Regions from separate parts of the Mus musculus genome. Here all the other regions are linked to region 3. A link is a contact called in public Hi-C data. All regions are on one chromosome and are shown on one strand. Each heading gives the region's core, a stretch centred on a gene start, on an enhancer-like site or on the middle of the called end of the contact. The rest is flanking DNA. Distances are from core to core; before and after follow the strand shown. Region 1 overlaps 5730522E02Rik (RIKEN cDNA 5730522E02 gene). Region 2 has its middle 180 kb from the start of Vrk2. Region 3 overlaps Vrk2 (vaccinia related kinase 2).

Region 1 (2,709 bases), core at 153-2,652, 420 kb after region 3:
TGTTTAGCCTTCAGAGTGTATTTCAGACAGTATTTTTGTTGCCAGGTTTGTCAGCCAAAAATTCACTAAGCAGATTTGTTAGGGGCCATAATCTCTAAAACAGACATTGGCATAGGGATTAAAGATCAAGAAAATTATATACGTTTTGTATTCATATGCCAAGATTCCTTTTTCAAATAAGTTTATTTTGTGTGGGATTTAACCAGAAACATGGCTATCTTTGTTTGGTATTTAAGGCAATAGCATTTCCTGTGAAGGAATTAAAAAATAAAAATAAAATAAAAAAAATGACAGTGTTCCATTCACAGATTTAGGGTGGTTGTGGACTAGGCCAAGCTGTCTTGACATCTCCCTTTCTGACAGTCTTCAATGTAATGCTCTCTAAGGATGCTCATCTCTAAAATGCTATGATCTAGATCTAGTCTGGGTGATAGATCCCAGATGCAGCAAGAAAAAGTTCCCTTCGCTGTGATAATATAGTCTTCAGTGTTCAATAGAAGGACTGGTTGCTTTCCTCAACCAGTTGTTAGAAAATGCTAGAAAAAGTAGGAAAATGCAGTCTGGATTCTCATTAACTCATATATGGAATGCTTTCCCCCAAACTGTGGAGAGTTCTGGGAGGTGGGCAGGGTCATTTGCGAGAGCTATATAGAATAACACTTGACTTCTTTACACTTTTAAGATGAGTGTGGATGAAACCTATGGTAATAATTCATAACTTCAACAATACGTTAACAGAGAAAGCCTAGCCCTATAGATAACCAACCACAGGATACCAAAAATTAATTTACTTAGATGGAAAGGGAGTCATACATGATTTGTACAGGAACCTTCAAAGGCACTTATACTAAAGCGTTTCTGAGCCACTTTTAAATTATATCTTCATCACACAAATGAAATCTCGCATGGAGAACCGCTGACTGTGAGAAGTGGCCAGCCATCTTCCCGGGCTTTATTCAGACTTCACATCCAATCACAGGGGCAGACATAAATACATCACAGTGCTTCTGCAAAGGCTCCCAAGGTATCTATATAAAGACAGACTGCCAGAGGTCCTCCCGAAGAGATTGCTTTCCCTCCATCTCTCCTTTTCATTTTGCAATCACTATATTAACTCTGAGATCTATCTCTTAAAAAGAATTTGGAAACAAATTATAGGCCCCTTTCTGGCTGCAGGTATAATTTTCCATATTTTCTTGAGACAGATTCTTAACACACTGAAGAAATTGTTACTAAATGGGAACTCTGGGAAGTATCTGAACTGAGCTGAGGCTTCGACATCGGAATTCCACCCAGAGAGCAGATTTCCAATCCTGTGGCATCCAGGGACTTCTGTCTCAGCTTTGCATTCTGTTCAGTACAACAGAGAGGCAAAGAACGTGCCTGCTGGCCGTGTTCATGCTCACATAGACACTAGGGGGTGTCCAAGGACCAAACGTAGTCCTCTTTCCCTTCAGTCTTGTCTCCTCAGTGCTCAGAGGTCCAGCTAACTTAAAACACAGGAACTACAGGAAAAATCTATCCAATTAATTCCTGTTTTCTGCCAAAATGCATGATGTGGGGTCAGTCTCCTCATGAGTCCTGATCCCCCTGGTCCTCTGGCAGCAACTGTAATCTCAGGGTTTTGAATCCTAGGCTATCCCATGATAAGCCACAGGTACCAAGGCGTGGGGTACAAGCTGTTTACCTGTGTTTGCCTGAAGTGTTGTGTTGTGGAAGTTAATTTCAGTTTAGGTCTGCCCACAGTGCACTATGGCAGGGGGGAGACGGCAACAAGGCAGGTCTCTGCCCTCTCATTTTCCTGTGGTTCCGATGGCTTTTTAATGTAGATTATTTGTTGATTACTTCTTATTAGCCAACATTTGCTTTTGCTACTGAGGACATCTTTAGGACTTTGGTCTTGGGCTTCTTTATGAATACCTATTACTTCTTAATTATGATGATCTAATAAGATACGTCTTTCATTTTCATCTGCCATCTCTCTTCCCCTGTGATTCTTTTCCCTTTACTATTGGTCCCCAAGGGCATGTTACAGGCTCGTTTTCTTTATTGTTCCCATATTCCTCCACCCCTCCTGGTGAATTAAAAAAATAAATAGAATGCATTTTAAGGATGACAACAGTAATAATAAAGCCAGGAAATGCTTTCCAGCTAAATGCACTCATTTGAGGGCCTATTGAAAATAGTGTAAACCTAATTGAAGTAGTCAACCCCTCCCATACAGGTCAGGCTACACGCTATTAAAATGAAGGTAAGACAAAGCTGGTGACATTTCTGCATTTTCCAGTCTCACTTTTCCTGAGACATATCAATAGTATTGACAATATTATTGCGTTGTGCTTCTTAGTGACCTGAGCTGATATATTGTGGGCCAGGATAATTCTTTCTAAATGAAACCTTGTCGAATTCTTTACCGAAACAGCAAAAGGGAAATAATCATGATTCAATGTGTAGGAACTGAATATCAAAATTGTATCATTTGATGATCCAATAACACCAATCATTTAGCTTATATGGACACTCAATGCCCTCCAACTGTAGCTGTGAAAGGTTTAAGTATATTTCATAAATATGGGGGATTATGGAAATAACCCAAGAAATGTCTTTTGTGAAATGACCAAGGTGGTTGCATCTGTGAAGAAGGATCTCATATTTATTGCATTACAGCTTATGCAAGCTCATCAAGAGTTATTCCTTGGTCCAAGGCTC
Region 2 (2,973 bases), core at 372-2,871, 280 kb before region 3:
AGAAAGATACACTATCATCCCCACTTTCAGAGTCTACCACTCTTTGCTTGGAAAAGTCTTCTCTCTTTCCGATCCAATAGGTCTTGACCATGATGGTAGATGAAATGACAGAGCAAGATTGGGGCTGGTTTCTATATCAGGATTGTGCTAACTTGTATGTTTAGAGCTTTGCCCTTTGGACTCAGAAAGCAAACTCTCTCCTACTCTTTACTCTTCTATTGAGTTAAATACTTCTCAGATATCTATTAAACTCCATGATCATGCCTTAAAGTCTATGAAGCCAAATAAAGTTCCATGTTCCTGACTTTCCATAGTAAAATATAATGTGGAGTAATATATATTTAAGACCATTTCAATTTATCCAATGCCTTTCTAAATCAATATTGTGCTAAAATAACATTGGCCTATAAGAATTAATGTCTTATTTATATTACCAACCTGGGATAAAGTTTTACTTCAAAAATATAAAAATATATATGTGATTTAATTCATCATGACTGGTTTTCATTTGTTTGCAATAAATCTTGGATAAAGCCAGTTGGATTAATGGAATTGTTGGTATGCTGCAGATTCTGTCCAAAGTGGAGCAGAAAGGAAGAGAGCTTAAATTTATGTCACAAATTGTTTTACATACAAAATAAGAGTAAAGGAAAAAGAACTGAAAGGAAAGACATCATTTGTTCTTCGAATTACTTTCTCCAAGTATATAAAAATAGAAGAAATATTGCCCTTTGTTTGTAACGCTGGAAAGAGTTCAAGGGCACTTTATGAAAGGAACTTTTGACTTCTGAGTAGTAACAATTTCTGAATCTGGAAGCAATTGTTAGTCACTCTTTCAAATTGTAGACTGGAGCAGTGATTTTCAGAGTATATCTCTTCCTTCAGCTCGGTATGCATATTCTAGATCTAAACGTCTCTTGTAAACAAATATACATAGAATTTCATATGGCAAAAAGTACAAGATATAAAAATACACTCATAACTGGAAGCACAAACGTCTGCTTCTAGAAACTCTGAAGGACTGAGCAAGGTTATACTTTTCCTTAGCGTATTCTTCATCTTTTTTCCATTTTTCTTAGCTGGAATGCAGCTAGGTGCTACAGTGTCAAGGAATGGAGTTGTCTTTCATTTGGATATAATATATTAATGGCAAAATATTAATCCATTCATCACCTTAAAACAAGTCAGTAAATTTTGGGAAAAAAACAAATCAGTATCTCCTTTAGTAACAGAAATCACATGTCTTTTGTAAAGGAGCTATTATCTCCATGGGTTTCTCAGCTGAAGTTAAGAATCTAAAAATGATTTTCATCCACTTCTCATTAATATGCAAAAATATTCAAATTAGATAGTAATTAACCATCTACTCAGTAGAAAACCTTTCCATGATAATTTATGATAAACTCAGTTGCTGCTTTGATTGAGATTGATTTTTTTTGGTGTTAGGAATCTATCATGAATACAAAAAAGCACCTGAAAAAATATTTTTAAACACCTAACTTACTGCTCATCTAATTACATAGTAGCCATGTCCACAGAAACACATGTGCAGCTGAGGTTGTGGTAAATCGTATTCCAGAGCACAGCTTCTTCGGATGACTCAGTCTAGCTGACTCCTATTGTTTAGGGCTTTATCATTGTTTAATTCCATTCAGCCAACTGTCACAGTCTAGATGTGACTGCCTAACTAATGCAGAATTTCAATACAAAAGAGCCATGGCCATCTTCACATATTCACAAGATGAATTGATTTCACAGGCTACTTTGCTCTAGGGGCTTAGTCATGATTTGTAAACAGACTTCAGCTTTACTTTCTGCACATGGAAAACAGACCTCAGTAGTTGGTGATGAAAGGATTCTTGTGTGCTTGTCAGGCCAGGGAAAGTCATTTTCATTCTCCACAACAAAAGCTGGAGTTGAGTATCAGTGACCATAGGGTATGCAACTAGATCTGAACACTGAAGACTGCTATTCAAAACGTTGCTCCCTGCAAGTAACAAAACCATGGGGACACAGTTAGTAACCTCCTGTTAGCATGGTTTCAATATACACAAAAGAAAACACCTACTACTTTCAGTACCTACTTGGTTACACAGATCAACTCTGGGTGAGAATTCCTGGGGCAGCAGATAAAAAGGAAATGCTGGCTCTGCCCAGCTGCCCATGGATGCCTCAGTCATCCACTTAAAAGCATGTTATTGCAGGAGCAGAACAGTTCACCAGCTACTTTTTCCTTCTTTCCTCTTTTTTTTCAAGCTTTCACCTTAGCTTGTATTTGTATGCGATAAAATTTTGATACTATTTCATTTGTTCTCTGACAAGCACAATGGAATTTACGTTTGTCATTTTTCAGACTGACTTGGAGGCCTGAGTCATGTGGTTATTGACAAGTTAATCAGTCACCCTGAGGAACAGGGGTTGTTCTTTCTGCTTTTCTTTTTCACTCACTTGAGTTTCCAAATATCTCTCAAAAATGACCTACAGCAGATCCATCAGGTGCTCTACCGTCTGTCAGTTCTTCCTTGGTACTATTGTGTCTGTCTCTGTGGAAGACATTTAGACATTTCCCTTTAAAAGGAACTGACGAGAAAATTCTCTCTCTCTCTCTCTCTCTCTCTCAATCTCTTTCTCTCTCAATCTCTCTCTCTCTCTCTCTCTCTCTCTCTCTCTCTCTCTCTCTCTCTCTCACACGCACACACACACACCACACACACACACACACAAGCACACACTCCATACCTGTAATTCCCAAGAATTCCCTAGAACCAAGCAGTTGATCTCCAACCCCTGCAAGATTACATTGTATCTTCAGGGAATGGGGCAAAGGGGGAATGATACCCTTAAGTGGCTGGTCTTGGGAATTTCCTGACAAGGTGAAATATAGGGTAATTAGTAAGTAACCTGAAAACATTGTTCTGCATCTTCCCAGCAATGTCTGAGAAGGGTAATTATAGAGTCATGTGCATGAACCTA
Region 3 (2,739 bases), core at 46-2,545:
AGAGTTCCTGGGAAGTTTCATTCCACATTCATTCATTCACATTGGTTTGTTTTTCTCTCCTCTTGTGTGTAGCCAGTATCTCGCAAACGTGTGTCAGAATATCCTTTTTGAGCAGTAAAGGTTGTGATTAGGAATTCCTGTAATAGAAAAAGAACTTGTGCACACATCTGTACAAATGGAGCCATTCTATTAATGGGAGATTTTTTCACAGAAGAAATCATTGCATAACAGCATGGTAGAGATTGTGTTTCTATTTTAATACTAGAGCCAAATCCTGCATTAAGAAATATTGAAGTCCAACCACAAAACATACAGCACCCATGGGCCTGGCCTTCTACTGGATTGAAGGTCCTTTAATAACTCAGTACTCAAATAGCAGTTAAGATGAGAATGTGTAAGGGTAACCATATGCTGTGCTTTTATAACAATCAGAGTAGCTACAACATATAGCACCTTTAAAACTATGTATGGTGACCTAGAGTAGCTACACATGTGGTGGCACAATTGTTCTTAGTAGATGCTTCTATAAATTAAAGACCTAGTTCACTCAGTGACTTTTTAGAGTTTACTTCATTAAGGACAATGAAATGGAATACCTGTTTACAACAGCTTTAACAGCCACATATTGCTCAGGATATTATATATCCCTGCACAGATGAACATTCAAGTAGTAGAATAAATATAAATACCACCTTATTGTTTTTATAACAGCTTGGAATGCTGATAAAATGACTTTATTTTATAGGCGTGTTAGTCATTAATTCAATGACTTATTACCAAGCGTCAGTTGAATTTAACAAGTCTTAGTTCTCACTGCCTTTTGATATAAGGTACTTGAGAAAAAAAAATATGTCAAAATGAGATGAAATTAGTCCACAGTATTTAAGAGTTTGTTAATTATGATATTTACTGGGATCTGATCATGTTCTTTTACTATGTTTTAATAAAAGCCATCTTACAATAAGTCTCTATTTTACTTCAGAACTTCCTTCTCCACCATACCTCTGGACCACATTCCCCTCATGCTTGCCTCACCTCTGGCTTTCAGATTTAAGACTAGTAGTTTTGTGCAGAGCTTCTCGTATCTGAAGATATGGGAAGCACTTGGGAGCTGTGTGCCCATGGTTGTGGTTCTTCCACAGAACTGCATCTTCTTGGGCCTGGTTTTAAAGACTGCACACTAGATGGCAGTTTTGTCATATTCTTCTGGCTTCAAGTGCAACCACTGGTGTGACAGAATAGGAAAGACCTTCAGTGTTTAGTCTGCACTCAGAGGGTCTCTGCGTGACCGCGGCAAACCCCATGGACTTCCTTGAACATGTGTTAGCAATTTAGCTGCAGACATTTATTTCTTTGTTTTACTGCTTGGCTCTTTGAGAAAGTGTTGGTGCCGGGTTATGGGTTGTCTGGATCATGTCAGAGGCCATGGGATCAAGTTCATATGACAGGCTAGACTAAGGAAAGATGAAGTTGGAGGAGGTGAAGAAACTGACCCTTACTTCAGCAGCCAGTCGCTGCCTGTCTGTGGACCGAGGCCAGAGACCCAGACAGTTAATGTTACTCCAGCTGAGTAAACATGACGCTCTACCCATTTGGCCTTTGCATATTTCGTCAATGGGAGCTCACTCAAAGATTTCTCTATTTCTCACGAGCTTTCTCATCCTCCCCTTTCTGCAGCCCCGTCCAGGAGGAGTGATGTTGAAATCCTTGGTTACTGCATGCTGCACTGGCTCTTCGGGAAGCTTCCTTGGGAAGCAAAGCTGGACGACCCTGTGGCTGTCCAGACTGCTAAAACCAAGTAGGTATTCTCCAACCCCCTGCCCCTTTATGCAGTAGGACCGACAGCAGGGACTAGAAAAGACAGAGAGAATGGCCCCTTGGCACCAGTGAAAATAAACTAATGTCGTCAGCTTGAAAAATACTTTTTAAAAACCAGAATCACGAAGACATAAAAATATCTGTACTTGATAATTTTACAGTGCAGATGTAAAATAAAACATCAGTTTCCAGACAAGCTGTTTTCTGGCACTTAGATCCTATGGTGGTGTGTACAAGATGGACTGTTTGTAAATTAGTGTGGGCCTGGGTATGGAAGCAGTCTGGTTTTGGTGTGATCGGTATCTACTGTGCAGAGGAGCAGGGTGAGGTGGGAGAGGGGGCTTGTGTTTCTCAGGGGAGAACAGCATACCTCATACTCCTGTCTCCAAAAGCATATCTTTTTTCTTTTTTGAAGTAGAAACAAAGAAAACTTTTACATGAGCTGTTTATATGAAACATACTTGCAGCCACATAAATCTTACAAATATAGACTACATTCAAAGTTTATTACCTTGATGCTGTTAGCACAAGGAGGTCAGTTTTAGAACAAAGTGCGTTTTACAAGTCTCTCACTGGTCAGCTGGTCCAAGGTACAGAGTGGGCAGCTTTTCCTCACATTCTAAGGTAAACTGAAATAGTTATCTATGGAGAGATTGCTGTGCACTGGAGTTTTAGGAAAACATATAATAAAAATAGACACCAAGGGCAGCTCAGCCAGATAAGTCAATCTTCAGATGTAAATGTTGTTTTGGACTGGGTCTTACTCTGTAGCCCATGATGGCTTCAACCTCATGATTCCCTTCTCAGCCTCGCAAGTGCTTGGATTAGAGATGCAGCCACCACACTTAGATTCACTGTAGGATCTGTGCCCAAGACAGAAGGTTTGGACTAAAGGCTAGAAATGACAGATCTCTACAAACT

The links. Hi-C and Micro-C count contacts between places; a contact is called where the count stands out from the background.
Region 1: a contact with region 3 is called in a Hi-C map of cortical neurons, with 3 times the contacts expected there. The contact joins two enhancer-like sites. A contact is called at or near these places in 3 of 484 Hi-C or Micro-C datasets (cortical neurons and ventral hippocampal neurons).
Region 2: a Hi-C map of cortical neurons shows a contact between it and region 3, with 2.6 times the contacts expected there. The contact joins two enhancer-like sites. A contact is called at or near these places in 1 of 15 datasets of contacts at CTCF or cohesin (pro-B cells), 8 of 484 Hi-C or Micro-C datasets (the HPC-7 cell line, brain, cerebral cortex and 3 more), 1 of 115 datasets of contacts at active chromatin or transcription factors (bone marrow-derived dendritic cells) and 1 of 9 other capture datasets (embryonic tail).

What each region holds. Positions count from the first base shown.
Region 1 is chr11:26,072,799-26,075,507 of GRCm38.p6, reverse strand. All of the region lies in intron 1 of 5730522E02Rik (RIKEN cDNA 5730522E02 gene), which reads left to right. Among named protein-coding and RNA genes, the nearest start is that of Mir6372, 130 kb to the left of the region's middle. Within about 2 kb of position 1,402, at least 11 of the 459 cell types and tissues checked have an H3K27ac peak or open chromatin away from gene starts, as enhancers often do. A contact at or near this core is called in cortical neurons, where this site is marked.
Region 2 is chr11:26,772,304-26,775,276 of GRCm38.p6, reverse strand. No RefSeq gene overlaps it. Among named protein-coding and RNA genes, the nearest start is that of Vrk2, 180 kb to the right of the region's middle. RefSeq lists an enhancer at 1,264-2,973. Within about 2 kb of position 1,621, at least 9 of the 459 cell types and tissues checked have an H3K27ac peak or open chromatin away from gene starts, as enhancers often do. A contact at or near this core is called in cortical neurons, where this site is marked.
Region 3 is chr11:26,488,832-26,491,570 of GRCm38.p6, reverse strand. Vrk2 (vaccinia related kinase 2) reads left to right here. Exons shown (of 13, transcript NM_027260.3): 9 at 1,678-1,798. Among named protein-coding and RNA genes, the nearest start is that of Fancl, 100 kb to the right of the region's middle. RefSeq lists an enhancer at 1-2,483. Within about 2 kb of position 1,295, at least 52 of the 459 cell types and tissues checked have an H3K27ac peak or open chromatin away from gene starts, as enhancers often do. A contact at or near this core is called in cortical neurons, where this site is marked.